2 separate regions of the Macaca mulatta genome follow, and region 2 is linked to region 1. A link is a contact called in public Hi-C data. All regions are on one chromosome and are shown on one strand. Each heading gives the region's core, a stretch centred on a gene start, on an enhancer-like site or on the middle of the called end of the contact. The rest is flanking DNA. Distances are from core to core; before and after follow the strand shown. Region 1 holds the start of KLHL12 (kelch like family member 12). Region 2 holds the start of CYB5R1 (cytochrome b5 reductase 1).

Region 1 (6,022 bases), core at 958-3,457:
CTACAGGCAGCCAGCACAATCCGATGGGCAGGGAAATCCTTCTGCTCTACTCTCAATGTCACATCACAGAGGGTATTGCTCTTCCTGAGGGAGTTCATTGAATTGAGGATGGATTTAGCATGAGTATTTGTCATTATGTCTTTGGGGGCCATAATGCCTCCCATAAAGCAGTGCGGAGAAAAAACAAAATGGGTCCTTGGATTCTGAAGCTACAAGAGAAAAAAAACAATGAGCATATTCAAAGAACTAGGGAAACTGAACATATTTAATTAGTTTTACAAATTAAGAACCTAAGAGGCTTCCCTCAGACCCAAACAGACACAAGTTGAGGGCACTCCTATGCCTGGCATCACCACCACTATCTAGCCACTATCTAGTACATGTAAAAGTTCTCTCTTCTTTCTCTGAATTCCTCTACCACGGAGTGTCCCTACCACTTGACATTTATTATGATCAATGCTGAAACGTAAGTAGAGATAAACAATATATGTCCTGTAAATCTTCACAAGGTTCTTGTCTCAAATGACAAATTGAAAATATACAATTTCTTAAAGGTGTTATATCATTACTATTTAATATCCTTAAGTAGATAAGTATTTAGAGGCTGAGGATCCTGCTTTATATGTATGCTTTCTATCCTAGAAGTTGCACAATGAATGTTTACAATTTAATGTAAGAATAAGTGTGTATTCAACTTCAACTTAGAGAGAGAAAGGCCAGTCAGTAAAAATAAACTTTTTTCTAAAGAAGTAGCCAAATAATTATGTCTGATGACTTTCAGCTATATCTGGATTTCTTCTTAAAATGAAACTTCAGGCCAGGCCCAGTAGCTCACGCCTGTAATCCCAGCACTTTAGGAGGCTGAAATGGGTGGATCAGTTGAGGTCAGGAGTTTGACACCAGCCTGGCCAACATGGTGAAACCTAGCCTCCACTAAAAATACAAAAAATAGCCAGGTGTGGTGACGCGCGCCTGTAATCCTAGCTACCAAGGAGGCTGAGGCACGAGAATCGCTTGAACCCAGGAGGTGGAGGTTGAATTGAGATGAGATCACACCACCGCACTCCAGCCTGGCAATAGGGCGAGACTCTGTCTCAAAAAAAAAAAAAAAAAAAGAAAGAAAGAAACTTCAATTGACCTATTACCCTAACTGAATAGTGGAAACCACGCAAGTTACCGATGGACTTACACTTGCTTAAGATATTGAAGCTCCTCAACAAGAGGGTATTCCTACTCTATATCTGTAAATGTCCATTACTGGTTAACGAATCAATATTGGAATCCAAAACTTTCTGAAACGATCCGGCGGGGCGGGGGTAGGGGGACGGCAGGAAATAAAACTGTGGTCTCCAGAAGTTCGCAACTCACAAGTAATTTTTCAACAGGAAAAATGAGATCCTAAATTCTCATCTACTTCTGTTTATAGTTGGCATTTTACTCTATAAGCACTATAGATAATCCCTCCAACAACTGCATGACCCATTTTGCAGAAAAGGGGGTGATTCATCAAAGCATATGTTTTTCAAAAAGACTTAAGTCAACTTAGTTTCAACTCTAGGGGTGCAAAAAGAGTCTGGAACAAACGTCCATTTACAGTGAAGACAGCCTGGGGGGTGTTTTATCGTTTCCGTGCCAAAATGACAGTACCCCTAGTGCAGAGTGGCCTTCCTTCTAGGGGATTCCTGCCTCAACACTCCAAGTCTCAGCATATCCTTCACCCTCACCCTTCTGAAGTGACCTATTTTCTAGAACTTCCGTTAACATCTGAATAGAGGGATTCCACTTCGGGAGATTCGGGGCAGGAATGGGGTAGTAAATTCCGGAAAGACTACATTCTAGAGAAGGAAACGAACTCCTTCCTTCTGATACCACCAGGCATATGACCGGCGCCGCCAGATGGAGGTATCGCAGGGGGGCAATTCAGGGGAGAGTTGAGAGGGCGACTGAGGCCAGATGCCCCGCCCCCCCGCCAGCCTTCCTCCTCTCTCCGGCATGTCTCCCATTCCGCCTTACAGGGAGACCAAGGATGGGGGGTAGGGCCATAACCCGGAGTTGACGGACAGGAAGGGAAGGGCTGACTGCCATCACTTCCGCGCAACTCACCTCCGCTCCCGAGCCCACACAGCAGCGCCGGGCCCGTCCCCAGCCTGTGGGGATGGAGTGGGGCGCGGGGCCAGCAGGCGGCTCAGGAAGAGCCGAAGAGCCGCCGCCGCCGCCCCCACCCGGAGGCTCTGGAGGCTCTGGAGCCGTCCAGGTCTGGTCCCTGCGGCCGCGCGACGTGATGACGCAATGCAGCTGGAGCACCGCCCTCCTCCCGCTCGAGTCTGCGTCACGTGAAGAGGTGGTGTCACGTGACCTGCCTGTACCCTGGTGCCGGGCCTCTGCACGTTGCTAGGAAGCCGAATTAGAAAAAGGTCTGGTGGGCAGGGCATGGTGGCTCACGCCTGTAATCCCGGCACTTTGGCAGGCCGAGGCGAGCGAATTACCTGAGCTCCGGAGTTCCACACCCGCCTGGGGAACACGGCAAAACCCCGTTTCTAAAAAAAAAAAAAAAAAAAAAAAATTAGCCCGGCGTGGTGGCCCCGACTGTAGTCCCAGCTACTCGGGAGGCTGAGGCAGGAGGATCACTTGAGCTAGGCGCAGAGGTTGCAGTAAGCCAGAGTCGCCACTGCAGAGACCCTGTTGAAAAAAAAAAAAAAAAAAGTCCGGGCGTGGTGGCTCACGCCTATAATCCCTGCACTTTGGGAGGCCAAGGCGGGTGTATTACTTGAGGTCAGGAATTTGAGACCAGCCTGGCCAACATGGTGAAACCCCATCTGTACTAAAAATACAAAAAACATTAGCCGGGCGTTGTCGCACGCGTCTGTAATCCCAGCTACTCAGGAGGCTAAGGCAGGAGAATCGCTAGAACCCAGGAGGCGGAGGTTGTAGTGAGCCGAGATCGCGCCACTGCACTCAAGCCTGGGCGACCGACTGAAACGCCGTCTCCAAAAAAAAAAAAAAAAGAAAAAAACAAAAAAGGCCGGATGTTGTGGGGTCCGGCAGGGAGCCTGGGAATGTATCTACAGCTCAGCGACTGTCTGAGCCTGAGTTCCTCCCTACTGCTCACGAGGCAGGGCACACAGAGAGAATTCCAACGCTTAATATGCCAAGCATCTGATTGCAGCAAGTATGTTTTACCTTCCAGGTACTGAGAAACTTTTTGACATCGAGAAAACCCACAGAGGCCTCAAATTTTTTCACGTCCATTGTCCACAATGGCCTTTTCGTGCCGAACAACGCTGCGGCGATAATCCTCTGAGCCCTGCGACCCACAGACCTCAGTATATACTCTGCATCATAATGGTCCCTGTCATCACCGCTGAATTGATTCTAAGGAAATTCTAATTGATTCAGTAAATTCTAATTGATTTTGGTGCACTTATCTTAGTGACTGAAAAGGCAAAGAGGTTAATTAGTTCAGCTTATCTCAGTGTCTAGACAAATTGTGTTTGGTAATACTATTTTCCTCTGTGAGCCCTTTGATTTTTTTTTTTTTTTTTTTTTTTTGAGACGGATTCTCGCTCTGTAGCCTAGGCTGGAATGCACTAGCGCGATCTCAGCTCACTGCAACCTCCGCCTCCCGGGTTCAAGCGATTCTTCTGCCTCAGCCTCCCGTAGTAGCTGGGACTACAGGCGCACGCCACCACGCCAGACTAATTTTTGTATTTTTAGTAGAGACGGTGTTTGGCCATCTTGGCCGGGGTGGTCTCGAATTCCTGACCTTGTGATCCGCCCGCCTTGGCCTCCCAAAGTGCTGGGATTACAGACGGAAGCCACACCCCCTGGCCCTTTGATTCTTAAGGATTCTAAAACCATAGCCAAGTGGGTAGCATTTTAAATTTACATTGTGTCCCCATCTTCCATATCATACCTTCCTGATCTAAAACTGTCCCTGACTTACATATTGTAGAGAAGAGTGCAAGATTGGTATAAAATTTATTGGGGGCATTTTGGAAATATTCGTTGATTTTAATAAAATTTTTCTTCACATATACTCGTGCACATGTAAAACAATATATGTACAAGATTGCTAACTGCAGCATTGTTTGTAGATTAGATTGACAACAACCTTAAATGTCCGTTAGTAGGGGACTGATTCAATAAAGTATAGTACATCCATAAAATCCAATACCATGAAGCTGTGAACAATTTATATACTCTATTATTGGTGCAAAAAGGTGGAAGATATATTCATATTTACATGTGTATGTGTAAACTATTTGAAAAGACAAAATAAATTGGTAACATTGGTTTCTTTGGGGAAAGGAACTGTCTGGTTGTGAGACAGGGTGGGAAGGAGATTTTTGCCCTTTATAATTTAGTTTGCCTTTTGAATTTTGCATCATGTGAATTAAAAATAATGTTAAGAGCCTGGTGCGGTGGTGTGCACCTGTTGTCCTATCTGCTTTGGAGACTGAAGCGGAAAGATTGCTTGAGCCCCGAAGTTCATGACCAGCCTGGGCAACATAGCAAGACCACGCCTCAAAATATATTTATATGTTCAATTTTTTTGAAAAGTAAAAATAGGCTGGGCACAGTGGCTCCTGCCTGTAATCCTAACACCTTGGGAGGCCGAGGCAGGCGGATCACCTGATGTCAGGAGTACCAGACCAGTCTGGGCAACATGGCAAAACCCCGTCTCTACTAAAAATAATTTTTTTTTTTTTTTGAGACGGAGTCTTGCTCTGTAGCCCGGGCTGGAGTACAGTGGCCGGATCTCAGCTCACTGCAAGCTCCGCCTCCCGGGTTTCTGCCATTCTCCTGCCTCAGCCTCCGGAGTAGCTGGGACTACAGGCGCCCGCCACCTCGCCCGGCTAGTTTTTTTGTATTTTTAGTAGAGACGGGGTTTCACGGTGTTAGCCAGGATGGTCTCGATCTCCTGACCTCGTGATCCACCCGTCTCGGCCTCCCAAAGTGCTGGGATTACAGGCTTGAGCCACCGCGCCCGGCCCTACTAAAAATAAATTAGCCGGTCATGGTGGCCTGAGCCTGAAATCCCAGCTACTCGGTAGGCCGAGGCCAGATAATCGCTTGAACCTGGGGAGCAGAGGTTGCAGTGAGTTGAGGTCACCCCACTGCACTCCAGCCTGGGCAACAGGGCAAGACTCCATCTCAAATAAAGTAATTAATTAAATAAAATAAAAAGTAAAAATACTTCCTTGTTTTCAGGATGTGAAATAGTACTTTAATGATATTGCCTAATTCCTGGTGGCTAAATTAAGGATTTTTCCAAATATGAAAAGGCACTTAATAAAAGAAGCTTTGTTTAGAGTATGCCCACTCCTTTTATTCACAAAATAAAAGATGAAGAAGCTGTTAGCAAGAATATCACACCAAAGGAACTAGTTCAGACTTCTGACTTTTTCTTTTTTTTTTTCTTTTTAATATTTGTGTGTACATAGTAGGTGTATATATTTAGGGGGTACAAGAGGGATTTTGATACAGGCATGTAATGTGTATGAATCACATCATAGAAAGTTGGGTATCCATCCCCTCAAGCATTTATCCTTGTATTACAAATAATCCAAGTATACTTTTAGTCATTTTAAAATGTACGATTCAATTATTATTGACTGTACTCACCCTGTTCTATCAACTACTAGGTCTTATTCATTCTTGCTACTTTTTTGGTACCCATTACCCTCCCCACCTTCCTCCAGTCCCCACTGTCCTTCCCAGCCTCTGGTAATCATCCTTCTACTTTCTGTCTCCATGAGTTCGAATGGTTTGATTTTTAGATCCCACAAATAAGTGAGAACATGCTATGTTTGTCTTTCTGTGCCTGGTTTATTTCACTTAACATAATGACCTTCAGTTTGATCCATGTTGTTGTAAATGACAGAATCTTATTATTTTTAATGACTGAATAGTACTCCATCATGAATAAATACCACATTTTCTTTATCCATTTATCTAACCTAAGTTGATGGACACTTAGGTTGCTTCCAAATCTTAGTGAACATGCTGCAACAAACATGGA
Region 2 (6,022 bases), core at 1,009-3,508, 44 kb after region 1:
TGACACACAGCAGCTCCAGGGACTTGCTAATGCACCCAGCTGTTCCCATGGGAAGGGCTGAAAGCTATCTCTGGCTCTCTCCACAGCTCACCCCGGGGGGCAAATTTTTGAAGGAGGGGAAGAGGGGCACATGTTTGCTTTAGTAATCTCCACAGCTGCCATGGCTAGGGAATTCAAGTGGAGGAGGAACTGCTTCCTGTGGCAAATGGGGCTGAGAAACATGCCTTTCTGTCGTATCAGTGCTATGTTTAGAAGGAAGGGCGGCCCCGGCCCTTACACACATGCACACACATGTGTACACACAGCCATACTGTGCCAAGAGGACTATTATGGGAACTGATAAAGTGGGAGACAGGTTCAAGGAGAAAACAGGTCATTACCTTTTCCAGTGTAAGTGAGCAACCCGCTTGGCCCCCGAAACTCCACCACATCCCCAATCTTCAGGCTATCTAGGTACTGAGACATCTTCCCTCCCTCAGGAAATTTGGGGTGCACACCCTTCAGGTAGACCTTACAAGACAGAGAGAAAAATACCTTATTTGGAATGTCAATGGTTTCTGAGCCCCATGTTGACTAAACCTCCCTGAGGCTGGGGCAGGGATCAGATATGTGCTATCTTTTCCCCATCTACATACTTTCTTTTTTTTTTTGAGTCAGAGTTTCGCTCTTGTTGCCCAGGCTGGAGTGCAGTGGCGCAATCTCGGCTCGCTGAAACCGCCTCCTGGGTTCAAGCGAGTCTCCTGCCTCAGTATCCCGAGTAGCTCATACTTTTTTCATATCCACAAAGTATATACCATTTCCGGCTATCAGGCACATCTTAGAAATTTCTACAAATCCCAGAAAGAATGGGTAAGCAGCCCCAGGGTCCCTCCCTAGCCCCTTACCTTGATGACAAGATCCACGTAGCCTTGATCCTCATCACTGGTGACAGGAGTGTATGGTCTGATGACCAGGCTGCCATCAATTCGGGTGGAGAGGTAGATATGTTTGCCTGGGGACCGTGCAGAGAACTACATAAGGGCTGTCTGTGATGTGCTGCATCCCTCAAAATACTCAAAGAGATTTGAGAGAACAAGATGTCTTGCTTCCTGCTGTGGTTCCAAGGAGTTACCAGGCAGGGAAGATTCACCCCGTTGAACCCTCAGTTGGATCTCTCATAAGCCCCCAGTTGAGGAAATGCTTATTTCCAGCGTTTCCTGCCAGTTACTGCCAGGACCTTGACAGATGAGTCAAAAGGGTCTGGGCAATGGGAAAAAGTTAGTAGTGCTTGCTCAGATGGAGTAATTAGCAAATCCTGCAGGGAAGAGGCAAGACTGTTAAGTGTTAAAGCTGGTTGGGGGCCACGGAAGCCACACCCTAGAGGGGCCCAGTGGCACCTCACAGCTTGGAGGATGCAGAGCCAAGTGGGGGAAGGGGAATGGTGTGTGGAGTAAACCGGTTGAAGCAGCCTGTTTCATGAGACCCCAGGAGGGGAGTCACCTTCTGAGGATACCAGGGAAAGGAACCCATTCCACACTTTCCTTACCCACAGGCAGCCCCAGAGTGTGGTGGGCGGTGGGCAGGGCAAAGCGGAACCTCTTGGTGTTGTGGCTCACAGTCTGGAGGGTGGAGGACACAAGTGTTTCACCAAGCGCGCCTGGCGCTGCCACGTCCCTTGGACATCCCAACCACCGTGGGTGCTGTACCCTCCATGCCAGAAGCACTCTGGTCCCCTCCTCCACCCTGCCCCTTTCTTCCCCAACTTACCGTCTTGTCCAGCAGTCGTAGCAGGTACTTTTCATTGGGGTCCAGGAGAGTGACCTGAGGCCGGCGGGACCTCCGAACCAAGTAGGAGCCCACAGCCAGGCCGAGCAGAGTGACCAGCCCCACCCCCAGGGAGGCCAGCAGGACTGGGCTCTGTGGGTAGAGGAGGCAGCGTAACCGCCAGGCTGGGAAAGAGCCCGGGGCTTGGGTGCTGACCGTCCCAGGGGTGGCGATCTCGAGCTCCAGCGCGGAGGCATGCCAAGGGCAGAGGAGTAACCTGACAGGGTCCCGAGCCCGGATGTGCGGGACCGGGACCCCAGCATCCACTGTGGGCCCAGAGCCCTGCGGGGCGGGGTCGACAGCGACAGCTCCTGGTTCGGAGCTGAGTGGCCAGAACCAGATGGGGAGGGGTCCCCCAGTGGAGGATACTGAACGAGGGTCTTACCGGCTGGATCCCCATGACGGAGCACCTTTTCCTCCACCACCCGGCAAGCAGACAGATCCCACAGTGCGCCGCGGGGCGGGTCGGAGGGCCGGGCAGGCCTGAGGCTGGGCCGGGCAGGAGGCCGGACCTCGCGGCGCCGGGGGGGCAGGAGGCGGGGCCTGGCGGGGGGTGTCTGTCCGGGGCGGGGCCTAGCAGGAGGCGCCGGCGGCTGGGCCTGTTGGGGGCGGGGCCCGGCAGAGGCGGGGCTGGTCCTCTCTGTGCCCCACCCGGAAAGGGAATTCCGCTACTCGGTAGCTCAGGGTCTCCGGTGCTTATTCAAGATTTTTTAACTTTTTATTTTTTTCTCTCTGTCGCCCAGGCTGGAGTGCAGTGGCGCGATCTCGGTTACTGCAACCTCCGCCTCCCAGGTTCAAGTGTTTCTCCTGCCTCAGCCTCCCGAGTATCTGGAACTACTGGCATGCGCCTCCACGCCCGGCTAATTTTTTTATTTTTTTATTTTTTTTATTTTTAGTACAAACCGAGCTTCACCGTGTTGGTCAGGTTGGTCTCGAGCTCCAGGCCTCAAATAATCTACCCGCTTCGGCCTCCCAACGTGTTGGGATTACAGGCGTGAGCCACCGCACTCGGCCCAAGATCTTTTAAGACCGCAGCTCCAGTCTCTCTTCCCAGAGAAGTGGTCCCTGCCACTTCGACCCGCTTATATCCGAACAGGATGGGAGTTCTGCCTAAGGTAGAACCACGCTAAATTGGGGGATTGGAAATCTCTTGAGTCTGCGGGTGCTGAGCGGAGAGTGTTAACGATGAACCGGAGACAGGCTCAAAGTAGAGCAGAAGGGCCTGAAGTTAATCGCTGTGTAGCCACCTTAGTTTTTCAACCGGCTGAATTGCAGCAAGAGAATGGAACAGCCCGGAGGAGTCTCTTACAGGAGTGAACAGTGGCATGGCAACTTCATTTCCTGGTACCTTTTGACAAAAGACTGATTTTGTTTACAGCGCCAAGCTGTCAGCCTATCAGAATTATTCAGGAGCTTCCTTTGGCTTCAAAGTCCAAGCTTCATATCCTGATTTGGGTTCTTGTGCCCTTAGGGTCAAAGAAATTGACTTTTGAGGCAGAGTGTACAGAATAAGAATCTTGCCTCTAGCACTTATTGGCTCTGTGACCTTAGATAGCTTACTCAACCTTAGTTTCTTCATCTACAGATGGATATATATTATCTACAGACAGATAGTATCTAGTTCATAGCCTTAGCGTGAGGCTTCAATTGACATATGCTAACGTGCTTAATGTAGTGCCTGTCATAAAGCAAAATATTCAACAGATGGCAGTTACTATTATAACTTAAAAGACAGGCCGGGCGCGGTGGCTCAAGCCTGTAATCTCAGCACTTTGGGAGGCCGAGACGGGCGGATCACGAGGTCAGGAGATCGAGACCATCCTGGCGAACACGGGAAACCCCGTCTCTACTAAAAAATACAAAAAAAAAAAAACTAGCCGGGCGAGGTGGCGGGCGCCTGTAGTCCCAGCTACTCGGGAAGCTGAGGCAGGAGAATGGCGTAAACCCGGGAGGCGGAGCTTGCAGTGAGCTGAGATCCGGCCACTGCACTCCAGCCTGGGCGACAGAGCCAGACTCCATCTCAAAAAACAAACAAACAAACAAAAAAAGACAGCACAGAGGGTCAGCTAGGGTTTTAGGAATGAGCTCTGTCTGAGGCACAAGCATGGGACAGGAGGCGGCAGGAAAAGACATCAGGAGCCGCTGGAGCTACAGATTTCCTAAGATGACCATTCTTTCTCACACATGAGTTTCTCAACTAGAATGACATTTGCTTGTTGATGTACAGTGATGGATGAGATCTCTGCAGATGTCAATGTCAACATCTTTTTTTTTTTTTTTTTTTTTTTGAGACGGAGTCTCGCTGTGTCGCCCAGGCTGGAGTGCAGTGGCCGGATCTCAGCTCACTGCAAGCTCTGCCTCCCGGGTTTTTACGCCATTCTCCTGCCTCAGCCTCCCGAGTAGCCGGGACTACAGGCGCCCGCCACCTCGCCCGGCTAGTTTTTTGTATTTTTTAGTAGAGACGGGGTTTCACCGTGTTAGCCAGGATGGTCTCGAACTCCTGACCTCGTGATCCGCCCGTCTCAGCCTCCCAAAGTGCTGGGATTACAGGCTTGAGCCACCGCGCCCGGCCTCAATGTCAACATCTTAAACTAATACCACCGGGGTAGCAGGGACATTGGAGCCCCCAGTTTTCAGTTGTATTTGGTGAACTCTGAATGATTCAAGAGATACTTAGTTTTCCTTTTCCTCTGCACTGGCTGAAAATGTTCCTAAGACCCCAGTACACGTTCCTCTGAATTTTTGAAGCAGCCTGCACACTGACTTGAGGGAAGTGAGTGCACCAGCGCATGGTGACGTGCCAATCCATGCAGAGACTGTTGAAAAGGGGAAGGAAGAGACCCTTCCTCTTTTCTGAGAGAATGAAGCGATTATGTTTCGGTGCTTCTGACACCCCCACTGCTGGCTTGGTTAAGAAGCCACACTACTGATCCTTGCTACTGCCCTGCTCTGGCTAAAGAGGTTCTAGGCCTTCCTCCCTCTAGTGGATAGATGTGGCAAGAGGGGGAGGTATGGAACCAAAGGAGAGCATAACTACTACTCGGGCTTCTCTCAGTGATTGCATTTTCTGAACCCCAAAGTGACACATTCTAACAAGTTTGAGTGTATCACTGGGAACCACAGGACAGAATGGTTGGGTACGGGTTTATCCTGGAAACTAAGCGTCAGACTCAGTAATTGTGGGAAAGCTCCTTTGTTCCTGAAAATGAATGCTGCAGGAGTGGTGGGAAGGGGCTGCTGCCTTGAGTAGGATAGAGATGGGACCAGATGATCTGCAGGTCTTCCTGTCTCAGATTCTGTGGAGAATTCCACTCCACCATGACTCACAGTAATCTTTCATTACTCCTTGTTTGGAGGAAAAGATAGACATTTCTGAATTTTTATTTAACCCAGTCTTTTAAGTTTAGGATTTCCTACTGGGTATACAATAAAGAATAGAAGAGACTGGGTTCACACCTGTAATTCTATCACTTTGGGAGGCTGGGGCAGATGGATCACTTGAGCCCAGGAGTTTGAGACCAGCCTGGGCAACATGGCAAAATGCTGTCTTTACAAAAACACAAAAATTAGCCGAGTGCGATGGCACTGGCCTGTAGTCCTAGATTCCAAGGAGGCTGAGGTGGGGGGATCACTTGAGCCTGGGAGATCAACGCTGCAGCGAGGCATGATTGTGCCACTGCACTCCAGCCTGGGCAATAGAGCAAGACTCTGTTTCCAAAAAAAAAAAAAAGAATATAATATACTATAGTGTGAGGGGGAAGTAGAATTTCAAACCTGGGTTTTATAATTCTGAATTAGGATGTAAAACACAGTGGCCCTTTTTAGATAAGATGTCCAGAAAGAAGCCTGGAAGAAGACTTGCTCATACAGAGGAGATGGCATGGAGGAATCAGACCAGGAGATGTAATAATGACAAAAAAAATTAACATTTATCGAACATGCGCAATATAGCAAGAACTTGCTTTTCACATATTCTGACAACATCCATTTAATCCTGACAACAACTGTGAGATAGATATTATCATTAGTAGTCTCATTTTATGGAGTGGGGGGAAACTGAAGTTTAGGACAAATAAGTAACTTGCCCAAGATCGCCTACTAAATGGCAAACTCAGACTACATACCAGGCAGCTTGATGCTGAAAACTAACAACCCCACACCCCTTTTTGAACTTTTTTTTTTTTTTTTTGAGTCAGAGTCTCGCTCTGTCACCTAGGCT

Evidence for each region. A called contact is a pair of places that touch in the nucleus more often than the background predicts.
Region 2: a Hi-C map of liver shows a contact between it and region 1, with 2.5 times the contacts expected there. The contact joins the promoter of CYB5R1 here to the promoter of KLHL12 in region 1. A contact is called at or near these places in 2 of 14 Hi-C or Micro-C datasets (blood and liver).

What each region holds. Positions count from the first base shown.
Region 1 is chr1:60,591,680-60,597,701 of T2T-MMU8v2.0, forward strand. KLHL12 (kelch like family member 12) reads right to left here and starts at 2,208. Exons shown (of 12, transcript NM_001266339.1): 1 at 2,104-2,208; 2 at 1-209. The coding sequence starts at 164.
Region 2 is chr1:60,635,507-60,641,528 of T2T-MMU8v2.0, forward strand. It overlaps CYB5R1 (cytochrome b5 reductase 1), which reads right to left and starts at 2,259. Exons shown (of 9, transcript NM_001257476.2): 1 at 2,189-2,259; 2 at 1,747-1,896; 3 at 1,526-1,598; 4 at 885-991; 5 at 381-510. The coding sequence starts at 2,203.